2 separate regions of the Lactuca sativa genome follow, and region 2 is linked to region 1. A link is a contact called in public Hi-C data. All regions are on one chromosome and are shown on one strand. Each heading gives the region's core, a stretch centred on a gene start, on an enhancer-like site or on the middle of the called end of the contact. The rest is flanking DNA. Distances are from core to core; before and after follow the strand shown.

Region 1 (3,570 bases), core at 365-2,864:
TTCATCGTCGTTCGGACCACCGAGTTTGCCTTCTCCTATATCCAATAGCCAATTTGCAAAATCTCTTATTTTTTCTGTATCAGATTGATCCCTTCTAACAATTAGCCTCATATTTTTTTTTTGTTAATCTATAGACTTTGCAATGTTGCCATAAATATGAAGAACTCAAAAAAGCATTAACAATGTTTTGTCTACTGCCACCCGGAACAACAGGTAGAAACTGTCTGAAATCTCCTCCAAAGACAATAACTTTCCCTCCAAATGGAATATTTGAGATGCTTGAATTTCCACACCTTAATACATCTTTCAAAGTTCGATCTAAAGCTTCAAATACATGCTTATGGACCATAGGTGCTTCATCCCAAATTATTAAAGAGGTTTTTCTTAATAAGCTAACCAACTCACCATCTGGATTTATTTTACAAACAAAATCCTCTATAAGTTCAAATGGAAGTATAAATCGAGAGTGTGTTGTTCTACCACCGGGCAATAATAACGAAGCAATACCACTTGAAGCAACATTTAAAACAATATTACCATCATATCTAATTGCTGCAGATATTGTCTTCCATAAAAAGGTTTTACCCATTCCACTATAACCATAAACGAAGAAGACACCTCCTCTATTTTCTTTAACAACACTCATGATGTTAAGTAAAATTTTACGTTGCTCATCTGTTAATGCAAGAAACATATGATCAAAGTCATTCTTTATAACGAGAATGTCGTAATCTAGCTCCTCGGAGATAAGTCGATTGTTTGAAGAAGAAACAGATTCAACATCTAGGTAAGGCATCTTTGTGAACTTTTTGAGAGTGGAGTTGTTTCGAAGTAAAATTTGTTCTTTTTCGAACAAAGTTAAGTTCTTAAGTTCATCTCCACCGAGTGATAAGTCTGCACCTTAAATATTAAATTATTTACAAAATATAAAAATATGATATTTAATAATTTTTTTAATAATTATTTAATGGGTGTTGAATAATAAAAAGATTTTTTTTAAATACTAATTAAGAAAAAAATTAATACCTGGAGACTTGAACCTTTGTCGTTGGTTATATAGAATTCCATCCGCCAAATATTCTCATGTATTTTCCCAAACGACCACTGGTTTAGACATACTATTACACATCAACAATGTAGCAAATAAGAAGTGTAGATAAAAACCAGATCCAGAATGGCTTGCTTCTTTAATTGCATTGATGTATTCCTTGTGATCATCTTATAACCCAAGTACATAACAAGCATCTCTAAAAGAAGAATGTGGTTAACCATTTACCGTGCGAATTTCATCAAATGACGTTGGACCTTTAACTTTATTTAAAAGAATCCTTAAGAAGTAAGCTTCACCAAGACTAGGTGAAACTAAATGAATTCTACAAATGGGTTTTCCTAATTTCCTTCGCTTCCAAAACCGACCATTTAATATCCAAACAAACTTTATAGGAAATTCAACATATGTAAGTTCTCGTACTTCGGTATCAATTGCATTACACTCCATCCACAATGTGAACTTCGAAGCAGCAACAGAAGGTTTGTCCAGAACATCGTCAATATCATCATCTTTGCCATATACAATTTGTCGTTGATTAGGAAGATAAAAAGGTAGTCTGACCATAGATGGATACCTGTAATGAACATCATATTTAAAAATTCACCATGATGCTTCACATGCAGATAAATATCTACAATCGTAATATTCAACTATTTTATCGACCACATCATTATTTTCACATTCATTGTTAGCTCGTACAACAGCAACTGTAGCTCTATCAAGACCCTTGTTTATGTATTTAAACAAATACTTTATAGAAGATCTTTGATTGCACCATTCAACATTAATATGTGCCTGATATATTTTCAATAGATATTTGTTGTATGGAACAACATTTCTATTATCCAACTTGACACCTGATTTTTCTACAAAATGACAATCGTTTCTTCGCCTATATAACGGAAAACCATTTTGATCAACAGACGAATGATTACAAAATTGTTTTGGAAAGTTTTTAGAGCACTTTTTATCCACCATGCATGGACAATTGATATTTTTAGCTCCACATGGACCATGAATCATAAACTCATTCACAAGTGAATACAATTCTGGATCTTCAGTTTTGTTTGGTATCTCAACGAAAATTATCGGATCGATAAATTCAACAGTTGGTAGCTTGTTATCAGAATGCATAAATAGACATATATGACTATGCGGCAAACCTCTCTTCAACTTCAACTACAAATCAACATCAAAACATATTGAAGGTCATATGATAACTAACCCTCCACTATGGAAAATACGATGATGAACATTAGTAGAAAAAAAAACCTCAATCAAAATCACGCAAATATCTATAAGAACAATTGTATATACAGTTTATTAGATAGATTTAGTCGTAAATGATGGACTTATATGGAAGGAATTGGAAATTTTTACAGAGAAATACTCAGGTCAACAACATTCGATGATCAAATAAACCACATATACTCCAGAAAACAACAAATAAGTGAAAATTTTCATGAAACTTACACAATCACTTGACTCTTCTGCCAACAACCACAAACAACTAAAACTGAAAACGAAAAAACAAAATATTCGAATGCGATCATCCATCCATACTTCATAATCAATCAAACAAAGAAGAGGAAAAAAAGAACTCACCTCAGGCTCAGGCTGTAAGACAAATTATTTGCACCAAGAACACACAAAGCTCGCAAATAATAGCGTTTGGAAATAAAACTCAGAAGCAAAATCATGGATACAAAATTGTATAGATCGTATAGTCGTATATATTTGGGTATGAATTTATTTTGACCAGATTTTTTGGGATTTAATCACTAGAAATTAATCAATTTCCAATTACAAAAACCAAACTTCCATATTTTATCGGATATCACCGATTTTGAATTTTGAATTACCGATTTTGAATATTATTTGCATATTTATATTTATTGTGTATAGGAATCGAAGACCATTTTGGTAAAATTAGTTTATTAAAAGAAGCGGGAAAATATGATTTTGAGGGGCTTGGAGATTGACACGTGACGAATTAGTACTTATTTATTAGATTAGGGATATATATATATATATATATATATATATATATATATATATATATATATATATATATATATATATATATATATATATATATATATATAATGAGAACACCGAAAAGGTTGAGAACGCGAGAATAGATATATTCATTTGTGGTTCCATGTATTCATTTGTGGATAAATGATAATTTTTTACGCACAATCAACATGAATATGCTTTTTCTCTTCAATTGAAATTAAAGGCGAAAAAATTTATCATTTCTCCACAAATGAATACATGAAATCACAAATGAATATACTTTGTTCTCGCGTTCTCAACCTTTTTGGTGTTTTCATTTGACAATCCTTAGGAACAGTACCTGACCAGGGTACTGTTCCTTCGATTACTCTCCTCTATACCATGGTTGCTGTCGGATCCTTCCCACCGCCTCTGTTATCATCGTTGTTATTCCATTACGTTTTTTTTTACTTCCCGATCCTTCGACTATCTTTCCTTTTATTTGCCCACCACTTCTTCAT
Region 2 (3,805 bases), core at 522-3,021, 130 kb after region 1:
GTTGAAATAGACCTGTTGGCTGAAATAAGCCGTTGCAGGAGTGATATATGACTATGATTTGACCCAGAGCATATCACTTGGGCTGAAATAGGTCGTATGGTTATGTATGTGGATATGTGTAGTATGTATTATCTTGGGGAACTCACTAAGCTTTGTGTTTACGGTTTTAAGTTTATATGTTGTAGGTATTTTATCAAAACATGCAAGAGCATGACATGATTGCACCACATCCGCTGGAGTTTCCGCACTATCGTTTTATGATACTCCGATGTCATGTTTAGAATACTATATTTGAAACTATGATGATATTTTATGAAATGGGTTTTTGTTGGTTTGATTTATGTAAAAATGAAAATTTTACTCTATATTTTGGGGACATTACACAAACTTTAGGTTTTGAGGCTTTGGAATGAGGTTTGATCTGTATTTTATGGCTAGGTGATTTTTAGGACCGACCTTTGCAATTAATCTCGTGCAGCTGGGGATTTCAGATTCTTTTGATGTGAGTTTCCTCACTATATCTCGTATGACATTATATATCCTTTGTATGGTAGGATATAGGTACTGTCAGAGTACAAATATGCTAGTTGACAAGGATAATCCTTGTTACATGTGTAGTTGTGAGACACTTGATGTCATGGTATGCTATAATAGTAGGGTCTTGCTTGTTTTCTTTGGATGATACTATTAGGTATCATGACTGGATAAGGCAATGGTAGTTTTGGTAGATCGTTGAGTGGATACTCTAGGGTTTATATGTGGTGTAAATGAGATAGCATGAGAACTCTTGGTCTAAACCGCGTTGCATGGTTCTTGTTTGATTTATTGCTTTTGGGTAGGATTATTTGTTTTACTATCTGTCTAATTCCCGACAATGTATGACAATGTATTCATAAGGCGATGATTAGTATTAGTATTGGCTTGGGTATGAATATTGTACGACTGGGAGTTGATGGTTATGTGGCGGTTGGGAGCCGGTGGTAGTTAGTGGATGAGAGCTAATAATGATATGATAGTAAAGTGTCAACAGTTGATACCTATGGTTAGTATGTATGTTTATATGTTTGTTAGGTTGGACCTACTGGGCTGGACTCGTTATTACTTGTATGCATTTTTTGTATGGTGGAATATGTGGCATACTATGAAACTCACTAAGGTTTTATGCTTACATTTGCGGATTTAATGTATTCAGGTTGTTCGTGGGAATGGGGCGACATGACTTTACAATCGCATCGAAGTTGCTTGGTTTCCGTTGTTTTGAAATTTAACTTTATTTAACATTATGGTTTTCAATTAATTGAATGATACCTTATGTTTATAGAAAAAGGTTTTAAAAGTCTAATATATTTTGAATGAAAATTTTGGTTTGAAATTGGAATGTTACAAACACCCTCTTAGCAATTAGCAAATGAAAACTAACGATAAGAACAAAAAATGACAATTCATGCAAGTTTTGGAAATTACATGGACTATAGTCATCAAAAAAAATTAGCAATACTAAGTTCATGATATTTGGTAAACCTATGTAAATTATTCTAATAATAATAATATTTATGTCAAGCTTTTTAACACATTGGTTTTATTTTATTTATTTATTTGTATAAAGGACCTTGATTATTATGGTATGTTTTTTGGTATTTTAGCGTGAGATAAAATTATAAAGGTATTAATTTGTGGGACGGAGTTATTATTTGCAAATCCTCAATAACCGAGGGACGATTTCTGTATCTTTGTAACTTTGTCTATTTAAAGTCTCCGAGCACCGCCTCTCCCTGTTCAATCATTTTCTCTCTCTTGCTATCACTCGTCTGATTCGCTCTTTTAACATTTCAAAAAGTTACACACAGATAAACAAAAGGACGAAAGCCAAAAGGAAAACGCGTATCAACTGGTTAAAGATCCGCATCATCATCGTCGTCGTCATTCTCTGAAACGGAAGATATTGATATTATGGGCATTGATTTTGATTTCGATTTGCCTTTGACAGCAATAATTCCCCATTTTTCATGATCCTGTTGCTCTGAACTACCCTTCGCTATCAACAAATTCTGGATTACATTTCCTCATATGTAAGTGGTATACTCACCCTCACTGTTTCGTTTCCCGATTAAACGACATTTTCATTTGTTCATATAGTCTGAGTGGAGTGATGAAAAGAGAAGAACTAAGATAGATTTGAATTTTAACGTCTCGTGATTCAAAATCAGTTGATTTTCGCGGTAAACAAACCAGATTTTGTTGGTGCGGTATATTAACGATGTGTTGATCCATACTAATATTTGAGTTTATTTTTAATAATGTTAATTGCTTACTTTGAAACTGCAGAATCTGAATTTGAGAAGCGGAAGTCGAGCTGTGCATCTGTTACTGTTACTTTATAGAAAGAATGGGGAAAACTGGAAGAGATTGGACTCAGATCTACGCAATCTACGGCATGGATGATTGGCAAACACCGGTGTTCCTCTTAATCCACGCGATCTTCTTCTCAGCGTCATCAGTCCTCTTTCTCATCTACTTTGATTGGATCTGTTCCTCCTTCGAGTCGATTCTCCCCGCCGTTTTTTCTACCGGTTTCGCTAGATTCGCTGCTGGTTTCACCGGCTCCGTTACGGCACTCTCCGGCGTATGCCTTTTTTACGCAGCCGGCAACATTTTTTACTCCTCCGTCGCACTTCGCTGGGACATGGCTCAGCGTATGGTCGGTGCTGTACACGACTGGTCCACCGTGAAAACAGCCCTAGACGTAGGATGCGGCCGCGGCATCCTTCTAAACACCGTCGCCATGCAACTCAAAAAAGAAGGAAGCTCAGGCCGAGTCGTCGGGTTAGATCGCAAGAACACGACGTTATCCACTCTCAGAACCGCCGGGATGGAAGGCGTCCAGGAGTATGTCACCTGTCGAGAGGGAGACGCGCGTAGGCTCCCGTTCCCGGACAATTACTTCGACGTGGTGGTGTCAGCCGGGTTTCTCCACACCGTCGGGAAGGAATTCGGTCAGAAAACAGCGGCGGCGGCGGCGGAACGGATGAGGGTACTCGGGGAAGTTGTCCGGGTGCTGAAAGGCGGTGAGATTGGAGTGATATGGGACCTGATCCACGTGCCGGAGTACGTTCAGCGGTTACAAGAACTGAAGATGGAAGACATCCGGGTCTCTGAGCGTGTAACCGCCTTCATGGTGAGCAGCCACATCGTATCATTTCGCAAGCCATGTCAGCACGTTGTGGGTCCCAGTGAAGTTAGATTAGACTGGAGATTCAACAATATATGTTGAAATTATTTATTTATATATTAAAAATATTATATCATACATTAAGGTCAGATCTCGTAATAACGAGTTCAAACGCAACTCAGTTAATTGTTTATAAACGAGATCATATTAAAATTTTAATTCAAGGCTTTTATATTCTCCTTCAAGAATTTATATGTATATATATATACATAACGTGTATAGCTCGTAATACGAATATAAGAGAATATTTAGGTTAAATAAATAATAAAACGTTATCATTAAAAAGAATATTTTGTAGTTATTAACCTATGTTTACTATCTAACCTGCTAATTTATTAGGGGAAATGAATTCAGTCGGACGTATTTATGTCTGTATTAGCAGGACACTTATGATCGAACATGCTCACTATATTTCCAACATTGTTCTAGACTAATAACAGTTTTTTTCTCGACATGGAAAAGAAATAACAAAAAAAAAATTATATATATATATATATATATATATATATATATATATATATATATATATATATATATATATATATATATATATATTTTTCAATATACGAAGCTATT

Evidence for each region. A called contact is a pair of places that touch in the nucleus more often than the background predicts.
Region 2: a Hi-C map of leaf shows a contact between it and region 1, with 3 times the contacts expected there. The contact joins the promoter of LOC111878088 here to the promoter of LOC111878080 in region 1. A contact is called at or near these places in 3 of 4 Hi-C or Micro-C datasets (leaf and seed).

What each region holds. Positions count from the first base shown.
Region 1 is chr5:15,231,492-15,235,061 of Lsat_Salinas_v11, forward strand. LOC111878080 (ATP-dependent DNA helicase PIF1-like) reads right to left here and starts at 1,615. Exons shown (of 5, transcript XM_023874597.1): 1 at 1,277-1,615; 2 at 1,041-1,104; 3 at 150-900; 4 at 1-91. The coding sequence starts at 1,615.
Region 2 is chr5:15,361,650-15,365,454 of Lsat_Salinas_v11, forward strand. LOC111878088 reads left to right here and starts at 1,772. Exons shown (of 2, transcript XM_023874606.3): 1 at 1,772-2,069; 2 at 2,326-3,417. The coding sequence starts at 2,387. The coding sequence ends at 3,271.